Regions from separate parts of the Sus scrofa genome. Here all the other regions are linked to region 1. The links are chromatin contacts, called in public Hi-C and promoter capture Hi-C maps. All regions are on one chromosome and are shown on one strand. The core of a region is the stretch at or near the end of the contact, and the rest is flanking DNA. Distances in the headings are between cores, read along the strand shown.

Region 1 (3,843 bases), core at 707-3,206:
AAGCACTCCGGGGGCCTGAGCCCCTCGCAGGGTCCTGGAAGCAGCTGGGGGGCGGGGACAGCAGAGGCCCCTGAGCCAGGCCAGCTGGGGCTGCGCTGGGCCCTGCTGGGCACTCAGACCCCACTGTTCCCTCCACCTGGGTCAGCTGAGCCCCAGCCGAGCCCAGCGGGAAGGCACTGCGGGACAGCGGCCCCCAAGAGCCGGGGAAGCACAGAGAGGGCCGGGTGGGGGACCCAGGGTGGCTGCCCCAGGCACCCCATTGTCTTCTGATGCAGGGCTGCGGCTCTTTGCTGCGACAGACAGCCCCCCGGGGCCCTCTGGGTGCCCAGCCACGGACACAGGGTCAGCCGGAGAGAAGCCCGAGCCCAGCGGGTCAGGGGAGCGGGGTGTCAGGACAGTTCGGCCCAGCGTGACCCCCCTCCCTGTCCCCCTGCCCGCAGGATGGTCCACCTCCATGGAGACGCCCCGCAGCCTGCACACCACCGGGCCCCCCCGGCCTCCACTTGGTGGCCCCAGTCCTGACCCTGGGGCCGCCGAGCTGACCCCACTCTGAGAGCCTGGCCTGGCTCCCCGGACTTGGCCGAGGGCCGTGGACTCCAGCGCAACCCCTGGCCTCTCCAGTCTGCAAGTTCTGCGTGGTCACTGGCTGCGAGGAGCTGTGTGACCCTTGACCGAAGAGCACAGTTGACTGTCCCCTCTGACGACCCTTTTTCTACAGTCCATGTATTTGTAAATGGTACAAGATGAAGGACAGTGGCTTTCTGTCCCGGGCGCTGAGCTCTGGGTCCTTCCCAATGCCCCGGGGCCGGGCACCCGTGTGCAGCCTCACCCAGCCCCCGAGCCGTGGCGGCCGATGCCCGGGAACTGAGGGACACGCTGGAGAAGAGGAGTTCCTGGGCGGTGAGGTGCTGCCTTCACGGGGACGCGCGGGGCCCCTGGAAGGAGAGGAGGTGGGGTCTGAGTCTCAGGCCGGGAAGGAGACTGCCCCTGCCCTCCCCCTGCACAGCTTGGCGAGGCTCGGCCAGGTTTGGGTCTGGGCATGGGCGGTGTGGTGCCTGAGAGCCCTTCCCAGCGGCAGCTTTGCCCACGGCACCAGACCCTCTGGGCCGGGGCTCTGCTCGGCGAGCGGCACGCCATCACCTGCTCTGGAAGGCGCTGGTGGCTTCTCTGCTCCCTCTGCCGTAGATGGCACTGAGAATTTGCTTTGATTTGTTCCCGTCTGGGGCTCCTGTGGCGGGATGTCCCTGGGGACGAGGGCCCCATGTGAGGTGACCTCGCCTTCTCTTAAAGACAAACTTGCGGGCAACAGAAAGGCAGACAGCGTGCTTGGCCCTGGTGCCTCTGGATGAGAGCTGCCCCAGTGGGACCTTAGCCTGGCGGCGGCGGGTCTGCACTCCCCGTGCCAGCGCTTTCCTAGCAGGTGGGAAGGATGGTGCTGGGCAGCCGACCACACAGCCTGAGGCTCTGATGAGTGGGGTGCTCGGAATGGGCGCCTCCTTCTCTCTCCAGTTGAGCCTATGAACAGAGGCCACACTGCAGGCGCCCTGCCTCCCGTCCTGCCCGCCGTGTGCTCGTGGGTGCACAGATGCCACACACGCACATGACCGTCTCCCTCTCCTCACCCCTCTCCTCTCACTGGCCAACACCCCCCGCCTCTCACCATTGGTTTTGGGGCCAGTAACTGAAGGGCGGGGTGCAGACTGGCCTGTCTTGGACTTAACACGTGCTACCATTTGATGTACTCTGATTGGCTAGTTTTTGTTCGTTTTTACTGTATATTTATAGTAATAAAATCATGCAGCAATATCCTATTCGCTTTTCCCTCCATGCACAGCTCCACAGGACTGGGTTGTTTCTCGGGAGGCAGGACAGCTGAGTGGCAGCTCTGACACACTCAGAGCAGCGCAAGTGCCTGCTTGTGGCTGCAGCCACTGTTCCCTCATGTGTGATGTGACATAGGACTTCCGGGAGGGCGTGAGTGCTGCTGCTTGTTATTCTTGGGGTCGGCATTATGCTGATTGTCGGGTTGGAGCAAAGGGGAGGGACCCTTGGGACTTGGCTCTGTTTCCTGAGCAGGTGGAAGAGCCCAGGCCTCCAGCTATGCAATTGCTTTGGCCGTAGCCGTCGCTAGTTCCTCTTGCCGCCGTGAACTGAGTGCCTGCTGTGCCAGCAGAAAGCAGAAGGCGCCAGGCCCCTGGGAGCCTGCGTTCTAGTCAGTGAGATGCTACGCAAGTGATTCAGGTCTAACCACATGTGATTACAGTTAGGAAGGGGGTCGGTGGCTAACGAGGTGGTGCTGATTTAGCCTGTGTTTGGGGAGGGCTTCTGTGATACGTTTCAGCTGAGCCCTAAAGGATGCCAAGGAGCTGGGCCTGGAAGAGCACCCCAGGCAGCTGGCTCAGCAAGTGCAAAGGCAGGAGTGGGTCTACTGTGTCCACGGAGTGGCTGAAGTGTCAGAGCTGGGGTGTGGGGTGCAGACACTTTGTGGGGGCCCAGTTTTGCCCTAGGAGCAATTGGAGGCTGCTAAGCAAGGGAGCGACTTTCTCCAGCTGTCCTCGGGGGAAATGGATTGGAGGGCAGGTTTGGCTGCCAGGACGCTGGAGCCCAGCTGGGGCCCTCTGCTCAGCCTGAGCTCCCCTGACCAGCAAGCAGCCTCTGCATGGGGAGAGGCTGGTGCCCCAGCACGCCCACTGCAGCACTGCCCGAACCACGGCCAGCCAGCAGTGCCCTCTGACTCAGGCACTCAAGGGTGGAGCCAGCCTTCCTAGCTGGCCTGGCCCTGCCCCAGGGAAGGCCTGCCAACCTCGGGGGTCCCCGGTCTGCCACGGTCTCGGTGTGGAAAAGGCCTTTCAGTCACACAGGTTTTTGCATTGGCTGCACTGGGTCTCCCACCACGGGCCCACCTCCTTTATTAATGCCTGAGGCGAGCCTTCAAACACCTTTATTTATTAATGCCTGGGTCCTTCCCTTCAAACACCTTTAGTCTCCCTAGAGTCTGGCCTCCCACTGCCAGCTGCGGCTGCCTCCCTGCTGCGGCAGCCCCAACCCTGGCAGAGGACCACGCGGGGGGAAAATGGAGCTTGGGCTACCTGATGGAGTGAGTAGCACCACAGAACCCGGGGGAGCCTGCTGCTCTGCCGCAGCTGCTGTTTCTGATGCTCCGGAGCCGTAGTGCCTGCCTTCTCCGGTACAGACGCTGGTAAGTGACTCAGGCCCTCGTCCCCAGAAGCTGCACGGTTTTCTGCGCGGACACTGGGTAGGAGAGGTGGAATTCGAGGGTAGGATCCTGGCTCTCACAAACTGCTGGGTGCCCTCAGGCAAGTCCCGTTCATCTGAGCCCCAGGTTCCTAAAGGGGGGAGTACCTGGCCTATATGGCCCCTGACACGGGTATTTGGGCGCTGCGCTGGGAAGCTCCCTGCCCGGAATCTAAATCACTTCTGCCCCAGCAGGCTGGATTCAGGAAGTCCCCGAGTTCCTCACCGCCCACCCCCAGTTCAGGGCTGGGCTGGACTCGGGGGGTAGCTGGACTCTGCCAGGCTGTGTTTAACCGGCAGCAGAACCATGGGCTGGCATTGTGCCTCCTGGCCGCAAGGCTCGGCTGAGCCCCCTGGGGCAGGCAGGGGGCGCCCGCACGCCCAGGGACAGGCGCCAACCCGGCCTGGAGCTGACGGTGGGAAGCCGGCGCGGCTGTGCTCCCGAAGAGGCGCGGGGGAAGGCGGAGGGCAGTATAATTGCTAGGGCTTTCCCTGCCCTCTTCTAGACGCGCAGTTTGAGTCCAGACTCCACAGGCTGCACCGCCTGCAGGTAGCGCCCCAACCCCGCAGGCGCCGCGCGTCTGGGAA
Region 2 (3,843 bases), core at 757-3,256, 230 kb after region 1:
CCTGAACTTGAAACAGCTTAAAGGAGAGCTGGGACCAGGGTGGGGGGAGGGGGATGAATCACAGGACAGGGGAGTTTCTGAAAGGGTTGGAACTCAAAGAAATGGAGAACCCACCCTCCATAGGCCAGTGCCCAGGCTGCTTGCACCTGTCGGACAGGTCGGCCTGGACGGGACCACAGGGGCAGGGAGGGAGCCCAGGCCAGCGTCTCCTCACCTTCCTCTGAGGCCTGCAGAGGAGTGGGGGGTGGGGGTGGGGAAGAGGAGTCTCAGGTGAGGGCACCTTGGGGCAACTGCTGAGTTCCCCACCTGCCTGAAGGCCCTTGTCAGGAGAAGTTTGGGAAAGCTGTCTCCCAGCCGGGAGCCCCCACCCCATTTTCCTTAGAGAGGGAACAAGGTGGGGTCTTCAGTCCTGCCTCCTTCCTCAATCTCAGCATCTCCACCAGGCTCCCCTAAACCCCTTATTAAATGCATACATGAGGTTTATCAAAACGGACGTGGGCTGCTGCCTCAAAGCAAACACATCAAGACATGTCATTCCCTTTCCAGGCAACCCTGGGAACCCGCGGCTCAAAGAAGCTGCCAGTTTCGCTAGTTTCGGGGCTGGAGGGGGGGGGGCAGCCACGCCCCGGAAAAATCCCCGCAGGGAGATGGCCCAGTTGCTGCTCAGCTGCTGCGCAGACCCCGAAGGAGCGGGGAGTTGGGGGTGGACAGAGGGTGGACCCCCAGCCGGGACTCCCCCAACCCCACCCCACACCCACCCATTCCTCCGGACTAGATTGGAGAACTCAGGATGGCTCTAGAAGTAATGCTCCAGGTGGCACGTGCCCCCACCTCTCGCCTCCCCGACGCCAGAAGCACCTGCTCCTCCAAGAAGCGCTGGTGAACGCCCCCCTGCCCCAGGCTCCAGCTCAGTTTCACTGCCCTGTTGCGCCCCTAGACAGCTTCCTGGGTCCCCCGCGCTTCCCCCCAACGCCCCTGCCTTGGGTGTAGCATTCTCGGGACACGTCACCCTCCACCCTGGCCCAGGAGGACCCCCCCCCAGCCCCCTGCGCAAGGCGGTCCCCTGTCCCTCCAGCTTAGTTCCCCGCCTCTAAGCGCCTAAGCTGGTGCTTTCTGGGCTCCTAGAACTCTCTGGTACCAAACAGCGTGTCTTCCCTCGGCGACCGCAGCCCATCCCCATCCCCATCCCCAGCTTGGCGGTGCTTCCCAGCTCAAGGATGACCCTCGAGCCCCGTGTTCCCGCGGGTCGCGCACTCCTGGCCGGGTTTCCCCCGCTCCCTGGGCCTCCCAGGACAATGCTTCCTGGGCCCCCGCCGCAGCCCTCAAGGCCCAGCCGTTCCCCCAACACGCACACACGCCCTGGGCGGTGCATCCTGGCCCAGCGCGTCCGCAGCGCGCGGCATGCGGGCGCCTGCTCACCTGCGGGTCCGAACCGTGGGGCTGTATTTGCCTTTGTTTCTCTTCCTGAAGAGCGAGTTCATGGTGGCGCTCGGGGTGCGCGGGCGGGGCGGCGGGTCGCGGCGCCGGGCTGGGCACTGGACGGCGGAGGGCCCGGCACGCACCGAGGGGCGGGCAGCGGGCGCAGGTGAGCGAGCGGCGGCGCGGGAGCCCCGAGTGCAGCGCGGCGGCGGCGGCCGGTCACTACTCGCAGGGGGCGGGGCGCCCGCAGGCCGCGGGCGCTCCCGGCCGCTCCCGAGAAGGTGGTGCTTACCTTCCCCGGGGAGGGGCACCGGGCGGGGCTTCCCGGCACGCCGGGCGCGCGCCCTCGTCCGGGCCCGGCTGGAGCGAGCGGGACGCCCGCCCTGGGCTGGGGAGGGGGGGGCCCGCCGCGCGCGCCCCGACGCCGGGACACTGGAGAGGCTGGGCAGGCCGGCGGGTGCGCACTGGCGGCTTTCGCGAGCAAGCCGGGGACCTGCTACCTCCCACCCCCGGCCTGGCGCGCCCCCTGGCTGAGGTCCCTCTCCAGGCTCTAGGCTGCTCCTCTGGGGCATCAGCGCTCACCTCTCTTTGGCTGACATCCCCTCCCCCCAACAGGTGTGGCAGAGATCGGATGGGTCCCTGTGCCCCACAGATAGTGAATTACACCCAGGTGGTGGCAGGGTAGATGGTAGTTGAGAAAAGGGAGCCCTGGAGTGCGCCCGCCTGAGTTCAAGTCCTACCCCCACAAACGGTCAGCTGACTCCTTGGCGAGGCATCTTGCCGCTTCCAGCCTCAGTTTCCTTATTTGTCAAACAGTGATAACCACAGCCCCCATCCCATAGGGTTCTGAGGAGATTCCTGGAGAGACACACAAAGCGCTTAGGGCAATGCCTAATGTGTCAAGTCAGACTTGGCGCCAGGTGAGCCCGCGGCCGGGCTGCGCTGGGTGCGGGCAGAGAAGGCTGCAGTTAGACAGTAAATTGAGTCTGGCCCGGGAACTAGACGGGACCCTGAGGGCTGGGAGGACTCGGCTCCACTTTGGAGGGCACTGGGGGTGCGGAGCCCAGCGGGAAGGAGCGGCGCAGAGTGAGTGAGTCAGAAAGCATGGAGATAAGCCGCGGCCAAAGGGCTAATTAGGGCTCAGATGGGGAGCTATGAGGTCTGCGGGGCAGGAGGCAGGGGCTGGCACGGGGCATCGAGTCATCACGCCAGTCCCTTTCCCAGCTTTTTTTTTTTTTTTTTTTTTTTTTGTCTTTTTAGGGACGCAGGAAAGGCATATGGAGGTTCCTAGGCTAGGGGTCCAATCAGAGCCACAGCTGCCGGCCTACACCACAGACACAGCAACACCAGATCCAAGCCATGTCTGAGACCTATACCACAGCTCACCGCCACACCAGATCCTTAACCTACTAGTCAGGCCAGGGATTGAACCCGAATCCTCATGGATAACAGTTGGTTTTGTTACCGATGAGCCTTGACGGGAACTCCCCCAGCTGTTTTTTATTTATAAAATAAAGCGATTGGGAGTTCCTGTTGCAGCTCAGTGGAAACCAATCTAACTAGTATGCAGGAGGACGCAGGTTTGATCCCTGGCCTTGCTCAGTAGGTTGAGGATCCGTCGTTGCCGTGAGCTGTGGTGTAGTTTGCTGATGTGGCTCAGATCCTTCGCTGCTGTGGCTGTGGTGCAGGCCAGCAGCTACAGCTCTAATTTGACCCCTAGCCTGGGAACCTCCACATGCTGCAGGTGGGGCCCTAAAAAGAACCAAAAAAATAAAATAAAATTAATAAAATGAAATAAAATAAAATAAAAACTTTTCCTGCTCCAGACCCCAAGACATCGGAGAGCTATGTCCTTATTCCTAAGGGGGAACCTGTTGGTGGGCTTAAGGGGATCTGTGGATCCTCCTACAGTTGCTTTCAAAATGTGTGTGTCTTGGAGTTCCCTTGTAGCGCAGTGGGTTAAGGATCCAGCATTGTCACTGCAGCAGCTTGGGTTGTTGCTGTGGTGCAGGTTTGGCACCTGGCCCAGGAACTTCCATATGCTGCAGGCACAGCAGAAAAAACAAACAAAAACAAAATGTGTGTGTCTCTATGTGCATTTTTCTGGGGGAGGGTCTATCGCTTTATGGCACAGGTGTTCGTGGCACCGAGTTCCTTCTGCTTCCCATGCCCTTGGAGGCTAAGCCTCCCTTAGGGGATGTTCACGGTAGCCTTGTTGCCGGGGTGGAGTCTTATCAACAACCTGATGGCCTCTGGGATCACGGTCAGGTGGTTGAATAACCCAGGGCGCAACTACACTGGGAAGACCAGGCAGCTGGCAAAGAACGAGATGGGGGACACAGGCAGGCACTGAGGCAAAGTGCACGGGAGAAGCAGAGACTCTGTATGCATAAATGCACAGAAAACGGTTACCCAAGTGTCCTC
Region 3 (3,843 bases), core at 562-3,061, 180 kb before region 1:
GACCAAAAAAAAAAAAAAAAAAAAAAAAAAAGAAAGAAAGCAAGCAGAACCAAAAAGCCATGTATTGTTCGATTTCATTTATATGAAGTGTCCAGAATGGGCAAATCTGTAGACAGAAAGTAGACTGGCAGGTTTCCAAGGGCTGGGGAAAGGTGGGAAATGGGGAGTGACTGCTCATGGGTGTGGGGTTTCTTTTCTGGGTTGCTGAATGTTACACAACTGTGGCGATGGCTACAGAGCTCTGTGAATATACTAGAAACCAGTGACCTGCACAGTTTAAATGGGTGGATTGTATGGTATGTGATTTATATCTGAGTAAAGCTGTTATAGTTTATTTATTTATGATCTTTTTAGGGCTGCACCTGTGGCATGTGGCAGTTCCTGGGTTAGGGGTCTAATCCAAGCTGCAGCTGCCAGCTTACACCACAGCCACAGCAACTCCAGATCTAAACTACATCTGCGACCTACACCAGGGCTCACGGGAAACACTGGATCCTTAACCCATTGATCGGGGCCAGGGATGGAACTCAAGTCCTCATAGATACTAGTCTGGTTCGTTACCACTGAGCCACCATTGAACTCCAGAGTATCTTTATATATATCTAAATATCAGGCACGACTCAAGAAACCTGGTAATGGAGTTCCTGTCGTGGCGCAGTGGTTAACAAATCCAACTAGGAACAATGAGGTTGTGGGTTTGATCCCTGGTCTTGCTCAGTTGATTATGGATCCGGTGTTGCTGTGATCTGTGGTGTAGGTTGCAGACGCGGCTCCGATCCGCATGGCTGTGGCTCTGGCATAGGCCGGTGGCTACAGCTTGGATTCGACCCCTAGCCTGGGAACCTCCACGTGCCTCGGGAGCGGCCCTAGAAAAGGCAAAAAGACAAAAACAAAAAAAAAAGAGAGAGAAAGAAACCTGGTAAAGGCAATGGGTGGGGTTTCTAGGGCAAAGGTAGGAGGGAGATTTAATTCTGATGTTACGTGCAATCACTAGTAGTTCAAAGTTAAGAAATTAATTTTTGAAAAACTACAAGAGGAATCAGCGTTCAGGTCCTGCTCCATGGCCCCACCCTGGGTCAGGGGTCCGAGCCATCTCACATCTCCCTCCAGGACCCGGGGTACATCTCCTGGCGCTGAGAGTGGGCCCTGGCTCTGTGGGGCTGGGCCGGCCGGACCCCTGGGCTGGCTTGGCGAGGGGTCCTGCGTCTCGCGGCCTCCTTTTGGGGTGTCCCTTACCAGTGGCTCCAAACACGACCACCAGTTTCCTTTCCGCCATGCGACCGGGAACGGGAAACGCGGTCGGGAGAGGTCTGAGCGCTGTGAGAGGCGCAGAGTCGGCGACGAGGCCGGGCATCCCCGCCCGGAACGACCCCGCGCGCGCCGCGTAGGACCGAGGGGGCGGTCCGGCCGGGAGAGGTCGGTACCCCGCCACCCCCACCCCCTCGGACCGGACATGGCCTCCCAGCCCGACCCCCGGTTCCCCCAGGTCGCGTGTACCTCCTTGCCACCGCCTAGGTGGGAAATCGTCGGGGAAAGGGAGGGGGGCCTCCGCTTTTGCAGCCGAGTCCACCCCCGCCCGAAGCTCCAGTCGCACCCTGGCAAAGCCACCTTTTTTCGGCCACCTTGTGTGACAGAACCGCAGTGTGGGCTGCTTCCGAGCCCCCGCCGTCCTGGTCGTGACTCTGAACGGAGCTGACCCACCACCCCCTCCGCGGGCACAGATGGTTCGTCCCGGGCCCAGTGTACTCAGATCAGGTCAGCATCCGTCAGCGCCAGGCCTTCGTAACACCGAATTTGCGTAAATCGGATCTGACCTAAACAGACACGCAGAGGGCTGCTTAGCTGGATGCTGGGGATGAAGACTGCGCAAAGCATAAACAAACAAAATAATTAAATTTTTTCAATCTTTTTTTTCTTTTTTGGCCAGCCAATGGCGTATGGAGTTCGCTGGCCGGTGATCTGATCCAAGCTGCAGTTTCGACCTACCTGTGGCTGGATCTTTTAATCCACTGTGCCGGTCGGGTGATTGAACCTGGGTGCTGGCACTGCAGAGACTGCTACAATGCCGATTCACCACAGCAGGAACTTCAAAAATTTTAAATCTTGCATGAAGCTCTGCACTATAGGGTGTCACTCAAAGATAAGTAAATCTATACCCAGGAGTTAACACCCGAGGCTCTTGAGTTGCTGTATGGCTGACATTTGAGGTTGCCACGACTTGCCTGGGTTTGAATTCTTTTAGGAGAAAAGAGATTTCTTTGTATTCTTCTAAAAGTCAGAAATGATTCTCTTCTCTCCTCTTCTAAAAATGTACTGCTGACTAGATAAGAGCATTCATTTTTTTTTTTCCCTTCTTCATTTGTTCCAAAGTGTGTACAGACCCCTCTGGGAATGTTAGCTTCATAACAGTAGGCACTGATGAATTTCCAGTGCCTAAAATAGTACCTGGCACAAAGTAGGTGCTTAATAAATATTTGCTGATTGATTGCCTAAACATCTACTAGACACTGCAGTTACTGGGAAATCAAACTAAAACTGATGGTTTTCCTGAATCTGGTAGTAGCGATAACCCACAAGAGATAACCCACAAGGCCATGTGTTTTTGGTTTTGGGTTTTGTTTTTTTTTTCCTTTTTAGAGGCATATGGAAGTTCCCAGGCTAGAGGTCGAATCCGAGCTGTAGCTGCTGGCCTACACCACAGCAACTCAGGATCTGAGCTGAGTCTGTGACCAACACCACAGCTCACAGCAATGTGGGGGTCCCTAATCCACTAAGCAAGGCCAGGGATCCAACTCGCATCCTCATGGATATGAGTTGGGTTCGTAGCCTACTGAGCCACAACAGGAACTCCGGTCATGTGTATTTTATGTATGTAAAATATTGGTGTCTAGGTATTATAAGATACATGTATTTATTTATTTATCTATTTTTTGGCCTCACCTGTGGCATGTGGAAGTTACCAGGCCAGGGATCAAACCCATGCCACAGCAGCGACAAATGCTGGCTCTTTTTTTTCTTTTTTTTTGTCTTTTCTAGGGCCTCACCCACAGCATATGGAGGTTCCCAGGCTAGGGGCCGAATCAGAGCTGCAGCCGCTGGCCTACGCCACAGCCACAGCCACAGCAACGCGGACCCGAGCCGCGTCTGCAACCTACATCACAGCCAACAGTAACACAGGATCCTCAACCCAGTGAGCGAGGCCAGGGGTCAAATCTGCAACCTCATGGCTCCTAGTTGGATTTGTTAACCACATTCCAGGTGTTCGCCTGGAATACCTTCCTCCCACCACCTTATAGGGCCAACTCCTACTCATTCCCTAACACTCCACATAATCATCACTTCCTCCAGGAGGCCCTCCCTGACCTCTAGGCTACAGTGACTATTATTTCACTCCCATCTCTATTCCACTGGCAAAATTATCTATATCATATCGACTGAGGGCTTCCTGAGAGTTGGTCCCATGTCTTTTTTTGTCTCTTTCTGCTGGCACAGTGCCCAGCACTTGGTAGGAACTCAATAAAAACTTATTAAATGGAACCCAAGTGCATATTATTCTGATAAAAGATAAGGTTTTCCCTTCCACTGCATGGCTTAAACCACAAAACTCAATGGTCTGAGGCCTCTACTATAAAGAAATAAATCCAAACAAGAAGATCCCCGGTGGAACCAGTTGCAATAACAAGGCCCAGTGCAAAAAGAAAATGCAGGGCTCCTTATTTTATTGATTGATTTTTTTTTTTTTTTCTTTTTCAGCCATCTGGAAGCATATGGAGTTCCCAGGCCAGGGACTGGATCAGATCTGAGCTATAGCTGCGACTTAAGCTGCAGCTGCTGCAACGCTGG

Evidence for each region. Promoter capture Hi-C pulls out the DNA fragments that hold promoters and counts their contacts. Hi-C and Micro-C count contacts between places; a contact is called where the count stands out from the background.
Region 2: a contact with region 1 is called in a promoter capture Hi-C map of fetal liver, with 4 times the contacts expected there. The contact joins the promoter of PPL here to the promoter of NUDT16L1 in region 1. A contact is called at or near these places in 2 of 5 promoter capture datasets (fetal liver and liver), 8 of 47 Hi-C or Micro-C datasets (embryonic fibroblasts, heart right ventricle, liver and 2 more) and 1 of 2 datasets of contacts at active chromatin or transcription factors (skeletal muscle).
Region 3: a contact with region 1 is called in a Hi-C map of liver, with 2.3 times the contacts expected there. The contact joins the promoter of NMRAL1 here to the promoter of NUDT16L1 in region 1. A contact is called at or near these places in 1 of 5 promoter capture datasets (liver) and 1 of 47 Hi-C or Micro-C datasets (liver).

The regions. Positions count from the first base shown.
Region 1 is chr3:37,692,766-37,696,608 of Sscrofa11.1, reverse strand. It overlaps NUDT16L1 (protein syndesmos), which reads left to right and starts at 1,956. Exons shown (of 4, transcript XR_002342434.1): 1 at 1,956-3,843. It overlaps MGRN1 (E3 ubiquitin-protein ligase MGRN1), which reads left to right. Exons shown (of 17, transcript XM_021086677.1): 17 at 441-1,806.
Region 2 is chr3:37,458,650-37,462,492 of Sscrofa11.1, reverse strand. It overlaps PPL (periplakin), which reads right to left and starts at 2,006. Exons shown (of 22, transcript XM_013995670.1): 1 at 1,420-2,006. The coding sequence starts at 1,991.
Region 3 is chr3:37,869,836-37,873,678 of Sscrofa11.1, reverse strand. NMRAL1 (nmrA-like family domain-containing protein 1) reads right to left here and starts at 1,811. Exons shown (of 6, transcript XM_003124636.6): 1 at 1,498-1,811; 2 at 1,237-1,317. The coding sequence starts at 1,276.